2 separate regions of the Mus musculus genome follow, and region 1 is linked to region 2. The links are chromatin contacts, called in public Micro-C maps. All regions are on one chromosome and are shown on one strand. Each heading gives the region's core, a stretch centred on a gene start, on an enhancer-like site or on the middle of the called end of the contact. The rest is flanking DNA. Distances are from core to core; before and after follow the strand shown. Region 1 has its middle 23 kb from the start of Slc9a3. Region 2 holds the start of Ahrr (aryl-hydrocarbon receptor repressor).

Region 1 (3,870 bases), core at 189-2,688, 190 kb after region 2:
TAAATATAAATGGTCTAAACACTACAATTAAAATGATTTTTAAAAGTGTTTCAGATTGGAGGTGGGGGCATCTAAGGTCCAGTTATCTATTTCTTAAAAAACATAACATAACAAAACAAAACAAAAAACAAACACAACTTTTAAGTATAAATAAAAAAGTTAAGCTAAAACTAAAGTCTTGGAGAAAAACCACATTGTGTTGGTCATAATCAAAGAAAGTGAGGATGGCTAAAGTAATGACAAAGTTGGAAAGAACTCAAGTGAGCACCATAATGAAAGGTTATGGTTCACTTATATAATGGGATACAACTAGCCTGTGAACATGACTAAGGCTGTGCCTCAGATCAGAACTGAGTCTCAGAACAGCTCTTCTGAGTGAAGGCAGAAAGACAAAAGGTTAAAAGTCACGGTGTATAATTCTGTAAGAGTTCTAGAAGATGAAAACTGGCTATCCCTTCAGGGTGAGCCAGGTTGGCTGTGCTAAGATGGGTCATGAACAGGGAGGGAACTTCAGGGACACAAGGACCTATGGGTGATGGAAAAATCTCTTATCTTGTTTATGGTGGTATTTTCTCCAGTAGAGACACATGTCAGAACATAGAATTGATTCTTTATAGGGTTGATTGTATGTCAATTGACCCTCAGTAAAGCTGTTAAATAAAATGTAGGCGAGTGAGGAACTTTATATTAGTTCTTACATTTAAAAAAAAAAAAGTGACTTCCACAGCCCAGTGCTATGCAGCTCCAGTGACCCTTGCCAGAATAAACGTCCAATCATTCCTGTCCTCGTGCAAGGTCCAGTCTTCACATATTTTCTCCTACTCTACTTATCTAGGAGGAGAAGACTCCATTATGGAAAGAGGAGACTGGGCTCTGGAAAAGAAACCACAGACTAAGCCCGATGGTAATTAGTAAGAGCTTCAGCTGGGGAGGTGGATGCTGCCCTCTGAGCATCCTTCACCCTGAGATTCCAGTCCATTCTTCACATGGCTGAGCAGAAACTGGCTAGACACACCAAAAGAAGACAGGAAGAACAGGAAACCAGGCAGCAGGGGTATCTAGCCTTGCTCTACTCTCCCTATAAACTCTCCTCCCATTTTGAGTTTTATATGCAAATCATCGAGTGCTGCCTTCACCTCCCTTCTGGGGCATCTCCCAGGTTGTCAACTCTTGCTTCACTCAGATTGTAGAGCATTTTTACGACAGGGGAAATAAACGAATATTGCCTTTCACCAAATCACAGGGCACCTTATCTATTTAGGGTGTACACCCCTACCTACTTCCCAGAGGAATTTCAATCAGGTTATAAAATTATCCTCAACATAGAACAAGATAACTATAAATAGAAACGAAACTCAGCACCCAGCCTCTTCTAGGGTGCCTGGGAGGTTACAGAAGTCAAATACTGGAGTGGGCTCTGAGATGAGGTGTGGCTATCTCACTGGGTGACCTTGCACTTCTATGAGTGGAACGCACCGCCGGGGACAACACTGCCTCCACACACTGCCATTTCGTGAATAATCAGCACAACAATTCCTGTTGGCACAGGGCAAGTATGGCAACTGGGTTCTGCCTTCAGGGACCCTGTCTTACCTAATTCGCAGCAGCTGGGGAAGTTGGTGGCTTACCCCTAGAAAATGAGACCCTTAGGGAAATGCTGCTTCCCTCAAGGAGAGTGAACTGGTAGTGCTTCTGGGAGAGCTTGCATCCCCGATCTGCTTGGGGAACAGAGGCGAGATCTACTGCCCAGATGACCAGCCATTCCGAAACAATCCCTGACTACAAGGCTCCTGAATCTGACCTTTAGGTGTGAATCCCTAAAGTTCCCTCCAAAACTGCCCACCACCAACGATAGAGGTTTGCACACACACAGAACTGTGTGATCAGGGGCAAATCCTTTTATATTACCAGTTTGATATAAGGTAATTATGTGTGGGAAAGGCCAAGTTTGACTAAGCATGGCTCCTAGGTGTGTACCCATGCAGGACCATGGGGGAGCATAAAATCTGACTTGTGGCTATAGTTGATTCTGACTCAAACAAATGGTATGGCTAATATGCTGGCATATTCCTGTAATCCCAACACCTAGGAGTCAGAAGAATGAGTATTGCCACAAGTCTGAGGTTAGCCTGGACTATACAGTGAGTCTGAGGCCAGCCAGGACTACAAAGCAAGACTGTGTCTCAAAAGAGCCAAAATCTAGGAATCCGGGAGATGGCTCATTTAGTAAATCCCTTGCCTTGGCAGGCATGAGTAGTTCAGCTCAGATCTTCAGCACCTACATGAAAGCAGGTTGTACTGGCATGAACCTGTAATCCCAGCACTCAGGAGTTCAGGTTGAGTCAGCTTTGGAGCTCACTGACGAGCCAGTCCAGCCAATTAGTGATCTCCAGGTTCACTGAGAGACCCTGCCTCAAACACTGAGATAGAGAGAGAGAGAGAGAGAGAGAGAGAGAGAGAGAGAGAGAGAGAGAGAGAGAGAGAGAGAGAGAGAGAGAGAGAGAATTACTTCTGGCTTCCATACAAGTTCATATATATATATATATATATATACATATATATATATATATATATATATATATATACACATTCACACACACACACACACACACTAAGTCAATGATCTAAAAATCAAGAACAAAAACTCAAAATAGCAACACACGATGTGAAGGTAAAAACAGTTTCAGGACCAGTAGTGAGAAACAGCCACAGGCCAGAGGAACCCAGACACCTGCTGGATTGGCCTGAGCCTGGGCCACTGGGGAAATAACCTGTGGTGGGGACAGCCTTCTCTCTGATGGGCTCCTGGGCCACCAGAAAATGAGGACCCCCACCTCTTAGACCCCTTCAGGCCTGAGTAGTATGGCTAGGGTAGGAATGAGCACAAGATTGAACTTCACACCACTGAGAACCCAGTCTCTGGTCCTGCCACATTCTATAGTGGAGCTGGGGGCGAGGGGCGGGGGGGGGGGGTAGAGCAAATCTGAGTGTGCTAACCTGCCCCTGGGCTGAGGCTCGAACCATGGGGGTCTTAGAAAGGCTAGTGCTTGTTAGCCTTGGAGGAACAGGAGCCGTGAGGGAGCCACAGCTTGGGGCTGTGCTGGTACACTAAGCCACGAGCCATTCTGCTTCTCCACCGTCTCTGACACTAACCTAGAAACTTGACAGCACTAGAAAGATCTCCAACATCTGAGTAATGTTAAAAAGCAGTACAAGACCTCAGATACTGACAGAAGATGAGCCTCCACCTCAGCGTGGAACCTAGAAGTGCATCCTCTCTGAGCCCTGACAGAGAAGCCAGGAGATAGCACAGTCCAGAAAGCTACCCTGGTGTCTGAAGCCACATTTCATGTGGGTTTATGTGAGGGTCAGGGACCACAGAGACAGACGTGTGGAGAAGCCTTGGCTCCTCCTATTGTTTCCTCTGCACAGAGCAGTGGGGAGATGTGGCTGAGGAGGCAGCAGACTCTCTAACCTGCCCCACCTTTCCCAAGGGTGGTTTCTTTCTTTCTTTCTTGATACTTGATTAAAAAAGAGAGAGAGAGAGATTAGTAGAGCAGAGTCCCCTTGAGCACTCTGCTCATGGCCCTGAAGAGGTGACTGCCTGCCCCCTGCTGGCTGTGGTATAGTAAAGGTCCTTGCAGGGAGAGTCATTGCCCACAGAACTCACAGCCTTGCTGAGAATATGACAGGCTTCCATGTGTATATTGAATAAATCTCTACCCCCAGATCCAGCACTTCCAAACTCCACCATGCACAAACCTATCCCTGCATAGACCCAACCTTGCCCAGACTCCAGATACCATCCCTATTTAAGTATCAGTCATACACAGATCCAAGCTCTACACAGATGTCATCATACACAAGTCC
Region 2 (4,159 bases), core at 207-2,706:
TTGAGAGATACACAAGAATCACAAACTATGAAAATTAAAAACAAATTTACAATAACTTCAGTTCTAACAGACCAAGTTTTTCTAGGCATAGTTTACATTAAAAAAAAAACAGATTAAAATACAATTAATCATTTTTTTTAAAAAAACTGTGGTAGTGAGCCAGGTGGTGACGGCACACGCCTTTAATCCCAACACTCAGGAGACAGGCAGGTGGATCTCTGAGTTCTAGGAAAGCCAGAGTTACACTGAGAAACTCTATCTAGAAACAAACAAGCAAGCAAACAAACAAAACCAAAAATAAACAAAAAACATGGTAGTGTAGGTGCACGTTGTCTGATACAAAAACCCAATATAAATACATTTATCCAACCATTATTGCTGAGCCTCTGTTGTCTGCCACGCAGAGTTGTTTACAAAATAGAGAACAGAACTGCCCTTATGTTTCCAGATTCTCTGACAAAACTCGCGAACTAGTTGTTCACGTTCAGAGCTGTGCACAGAAGAGGCAAAGTACCTTTTACTTCTGAGATCCCAGGGCTGGTCCCTTGTTCCCTTGTAGGGAAGAGAATGCCTTCAGAACAAACAGCCAGTTCAAATCTAAGGAGCAGAAGCAAGCAAGGGTACTTTGGAGGAACCCTAGCCAATGGACAGTGTGATACTCGGGTGCTTCCCAAGAGCCTGAAACGTGGGCAGGGTCAAAATCAGGACTGGGTGCCTAGGTGGAAGGTGGGAGGGACTGGATGAGGGGTGGGACATGGAGAGCAGACTGCCCACACGAAGAACTTCAGAGATTCCAGGAGTCTCTGAACCTTGTGCTTGTTAGTAAGAGTCACGATGCCTAGGCCAGGCGGGACAGCCGAATAGGTATGTTTAGGGCTGAGCCTATCCACCATGTGGTGTCCTGAAAAGCTTAGACGAGAATGTCCCCTGAAAGACCCCAATGTACCTAATATTTCTCATTCTTGGTAAATTCTGTGTCAGAAAGTAGCAAACTAATACTTTATGCTTTGCAAAGTATAAACATACTGTATCTTTAATCTTTTTTATTTTCCAAACAACTCTATAGCGCAAGAAAGGAGGAACACGCTAAGTCTTGGTTACCTATTCTGATCTCATTCTCTGGCCCCAGGGGCCAAGGGGCCCCAACCCACAGCTCCGCAAAAGGAAGGACTCCCTGGATTTTCTTAGGACCAGGTGGGATTTGGTGCACAAACTGGAGGCTTGCTCTGGGATCTCCAAAGGCCCGGGTAAAAACATATTTAGGCACAAAGATCACGGGTACCCGAAGAGCAAGCGGTGACACCCTATCCAGGCACTCAGACCCGGGGACCCTAAATATTGAAAGGGCGCGTGGCAGGCAGGGACAAGGATGTGCGTGCGCCCTCTGCCGCTTTTCCCTTGCGTCTGCCGCTTCGGGCGGGGCGGCTCGCGTGCTGGGGTGGGGCTTTCCTTCTCTAGTCTGAGGCCAGGTCCCAGAGATGAGAGAGCTGACAGCTCCTGGCCTCCGCGGCTCCCTCAGCGGGCGCGCCCGATCTTCTGCGCCCCGCCTGCCCCGGGTAAGTACTCTTGGACTTCACGGGGCTCTCTGGTCTTTGCCTCTGCTGTAGCCACTCTGAGATTGTCCAGCTTGGTCTGGGGCCCCTTCTGCTACACATTTTTGCATCTGGAGGGTCCAGAATTGCTGAAAGTGATGGGCACTCCAGGGGCTTCTCTCTTGGCATCAGACCTTTGAGGGAAGCCAGTCAGGTTCTTCAGTTTTGAGGAGTCAGTTTTCTCTTGACTTGGGTATCCTGTCCCCAAACTCCTTCACTCCCGAAAATGAGCCAGGGAATACCTGTCCCGCATTGGAGAGTCCTTTTGCCTTGGACCTAATGTCTTTTAGAAGTTTTTTGCAGATGATGGCAAGGGGGCTCCTCACAGGCCGCCTTAGCTATCCCTGGGACTGGAGCACCACGGGCACAGCCAGCGAAAGTGGCGCAGTAGCAAGCCCTTTCATGGAGATCAGAGGGCAGTAACAAGGGATTCACGCTTTGGAGGGACTTCCACCATTCCGGGAATTGTCCAATTAGTGGCACCAGAAATATTTGCCTTCTCCAATTTTGAGAAGCAGAAAATTACGGTGTATGGCTTCTTTCAGAAAGAGACAGGACCCTGGTGTTGCTGAAAATCTTAGTGGTACAAACCCTGGAGTCCTCGGCCTTGTGTTGCTTCCCCAGTCCCAGTTGGAGAGCTCTCTCTATTGGGGACAACTCTCGTTCCCCTCCCGGGGCTTCTCCTGGAAGGAGGTTCAGGCTTTGCACAGTTCTAGTACAAGGGTCCCCCCACCCTCCAAAAGGTCTATTTTTTGCAGCTGTTTCTACGGTTTGGATTCATGAGATCTTTCTCACTTTGGCTACCCTTGTCCGGGGTGCGAGGTGTAACTTGGCTCCTCAGGACTGTATCCAGCTAAACTTAGAGGCTCAACTCTAGGAGAAGCTTATGTGTACACCTTGGGTGATACCCCAGAGCTTGGGGGTACTGTACAGTGTAATTTAACTTCTCCTAGCCTGATCAAGGAACTCATAGTAGGAGACACTCTAGGCCTCAGAGTCTGGTTCACTTTTGCCCATCATGGGGAGTGGCCTGCCTTGGTATGAGACCCTGACGCAGTGAGCAGTGGCTGTCTTTTTTCATGAGCAGGGGCATGGCCAAGTGCTGATTATTCCAGACTAGGATACCTACTGAGCTAATCCAGCAGCCCTGTGAGGTGTCTATTGCCAACCATCTGATGATATTGTAATAGACCATTTGACTGTGTCTGTGCAGAACTGGCAGTATTTGTGTTCAGAACTAGTATATTCTTTCTACCTTGTGTTCCCAGTAACCCAACATGGCCTCAGGGTTATCATGGATGCAAGACTGGAAAGAAGACTAGAATGTTGCTAACAAGCACACAAGGGACTGCTTTCTGTTTCTACTTTCTACTTATTTGTTATATATGACAAACAGTTGTTACTTTCACTTGAGAAATTTGGTCAGCTCATGTCTCAGTGAGTAGAAGATCCATAGGCCACAGAGGTCAGGCCCTGCTGTCAGCATAGGGTTTTCCTATGAAGATCACTCACATGTTTGTTGCCCATAGGCCCATGGCTCCTCTTTGACTACTAGAATCTCTGTGTGGAGGGTCTCCCCAATCAGTCTTCATTGAATAGATGTCCCCTATCTGCTTCTAGGGTATGGAAATGAGACGTAGTTGGCTCCAAGGGCCATTTGTGTGAAGTTGGTCTGATCCGATAGAGAAGGGCACACAGCATTTGGTAAAATGGACCATCTAGCTGTAGTGATGTTAACACTGTGCTGGGGATCTAGACAGAGACCAAGGTGCAGGACAAAACTCAAAGCAGTTGTTTGAAGACTTGAGGAGACTGTCTGTGGGTCCCAACAAGTGGCATCTTGCTCTCCCCGATGTAGGGGTATAGAGCAGCATCTATCAACTCTTGGTGCTTTATGCAAGAACCTGTATTTTAGGAATCGTTCCTCACATTTCAATGGAGACATGGAGATACATAACCTAGACTACAACGATCAACAAGTGGCTGTTCATGAGGCTGGACAGGGTCATGCTGCACCCAGATCATTGCCTTTGTTGCAGTTCCTGCCATATGAGGTAGAAGAGTAAAGATGGTTTGCACCAACCTCTTGTTGGTCTCTGTGCTCCTAAGCATCCTTGGTTGATTCCTATCCTAACTTTTAGTTCTGTTCCTGCCTTGAGGCTCTTTGCCCATGAGACTGGTCAGGCTGGTGGTGCTGGGGCTTGGGTTCTTCTAGGATGTAGGGTAACCCCCTTCCATCACTGTATTTACCTGAAGGTTCGTCCAGTGGTATGTATAGTATGTACGTGGCCCTCTGAGGATGTCAGGAAGCATCCCTGGCCTGTTCTCTGGGGCCAGGCCTGGGTGTGGCTTGGAAGTTTCCTGTCTGAGTTGAAAGTCCTTTGCAGACCCAGTGGGATGGTTTGCGTTCTGGCCTCCAGCCACTGCTTACCCAACCTGGTTTCTTGGAGAATTCCACTGACTGAACCTGTGGCTGGACATATGTTGAGGCCAGCATCTCACAGGCCATCGTGCTCTAGCTCATAGCCACTGCTCGCCACACATCTCTCTATCCATCCAAACCCTTC

The links. Hi-C and Micro-C count contacts between places; a contact is called where the count stands out from the background.
Region 1: a contact with region 2 is called in a Micro-C map of granulosa cells, with 3 times the contacts expected there. The contact joins the enhancer-like site here to the promoter of Ahrr in region 2. A contact is called at or near these places in 27 of 39 promoter capture datasets (the 3T3-L1 cell line, 3T3-L1-derived adipocytes, the C10 cell line and 18 more), 10 of 15 datasets of contacts at CTCF or cohesin (CD8 T cells, the G1E-ER4 cell line, the NIH/3T3 cell line and 4 more), 233 of 484 Hi-C or Micro-C datasets (the 3T3-L1 cell line, the 63-12 cell line, the AML12 cell line and 125 more), 22 of 115 datasets of contacts at active chromatin or transcription factors (the 230-238 cell line, PVALB interneurons, Th17 cells and 16 more) and 5 of 9 other capture datasets (adipose tissue, embryonic stem cells, liver and 2 more).

What each region holds. Positions count from the first base shown.
Region 1 is chr13:74,096,694-74,100,563 of GRCm38.p6, reverse strand. It overlaps a transcript of Slc9a3 not described here. Among named protein-coding and RNA genes, the nearest start is that of Slc9a3, 23 kb to the left of the region's middle. Within about 2 kb of position 1,438, at least 8 of the 459 cell types and tissues checked have an H3K27ac peak or open chromatin away from gene starts, as enhancers often do. A contact at or near this core is called in granulosa cells, where this site is marked.
Region 2 is chr13:74,289,628-74,293,786 of GRCm38.p6, reverse strand. It overlaps Ahrr (aryl-hydrocarbon receptor repressor), which reads left to right and starts at 1,456. Exons shown (of 11, transcript NM_009644.3): 1 at 1,456-1,556.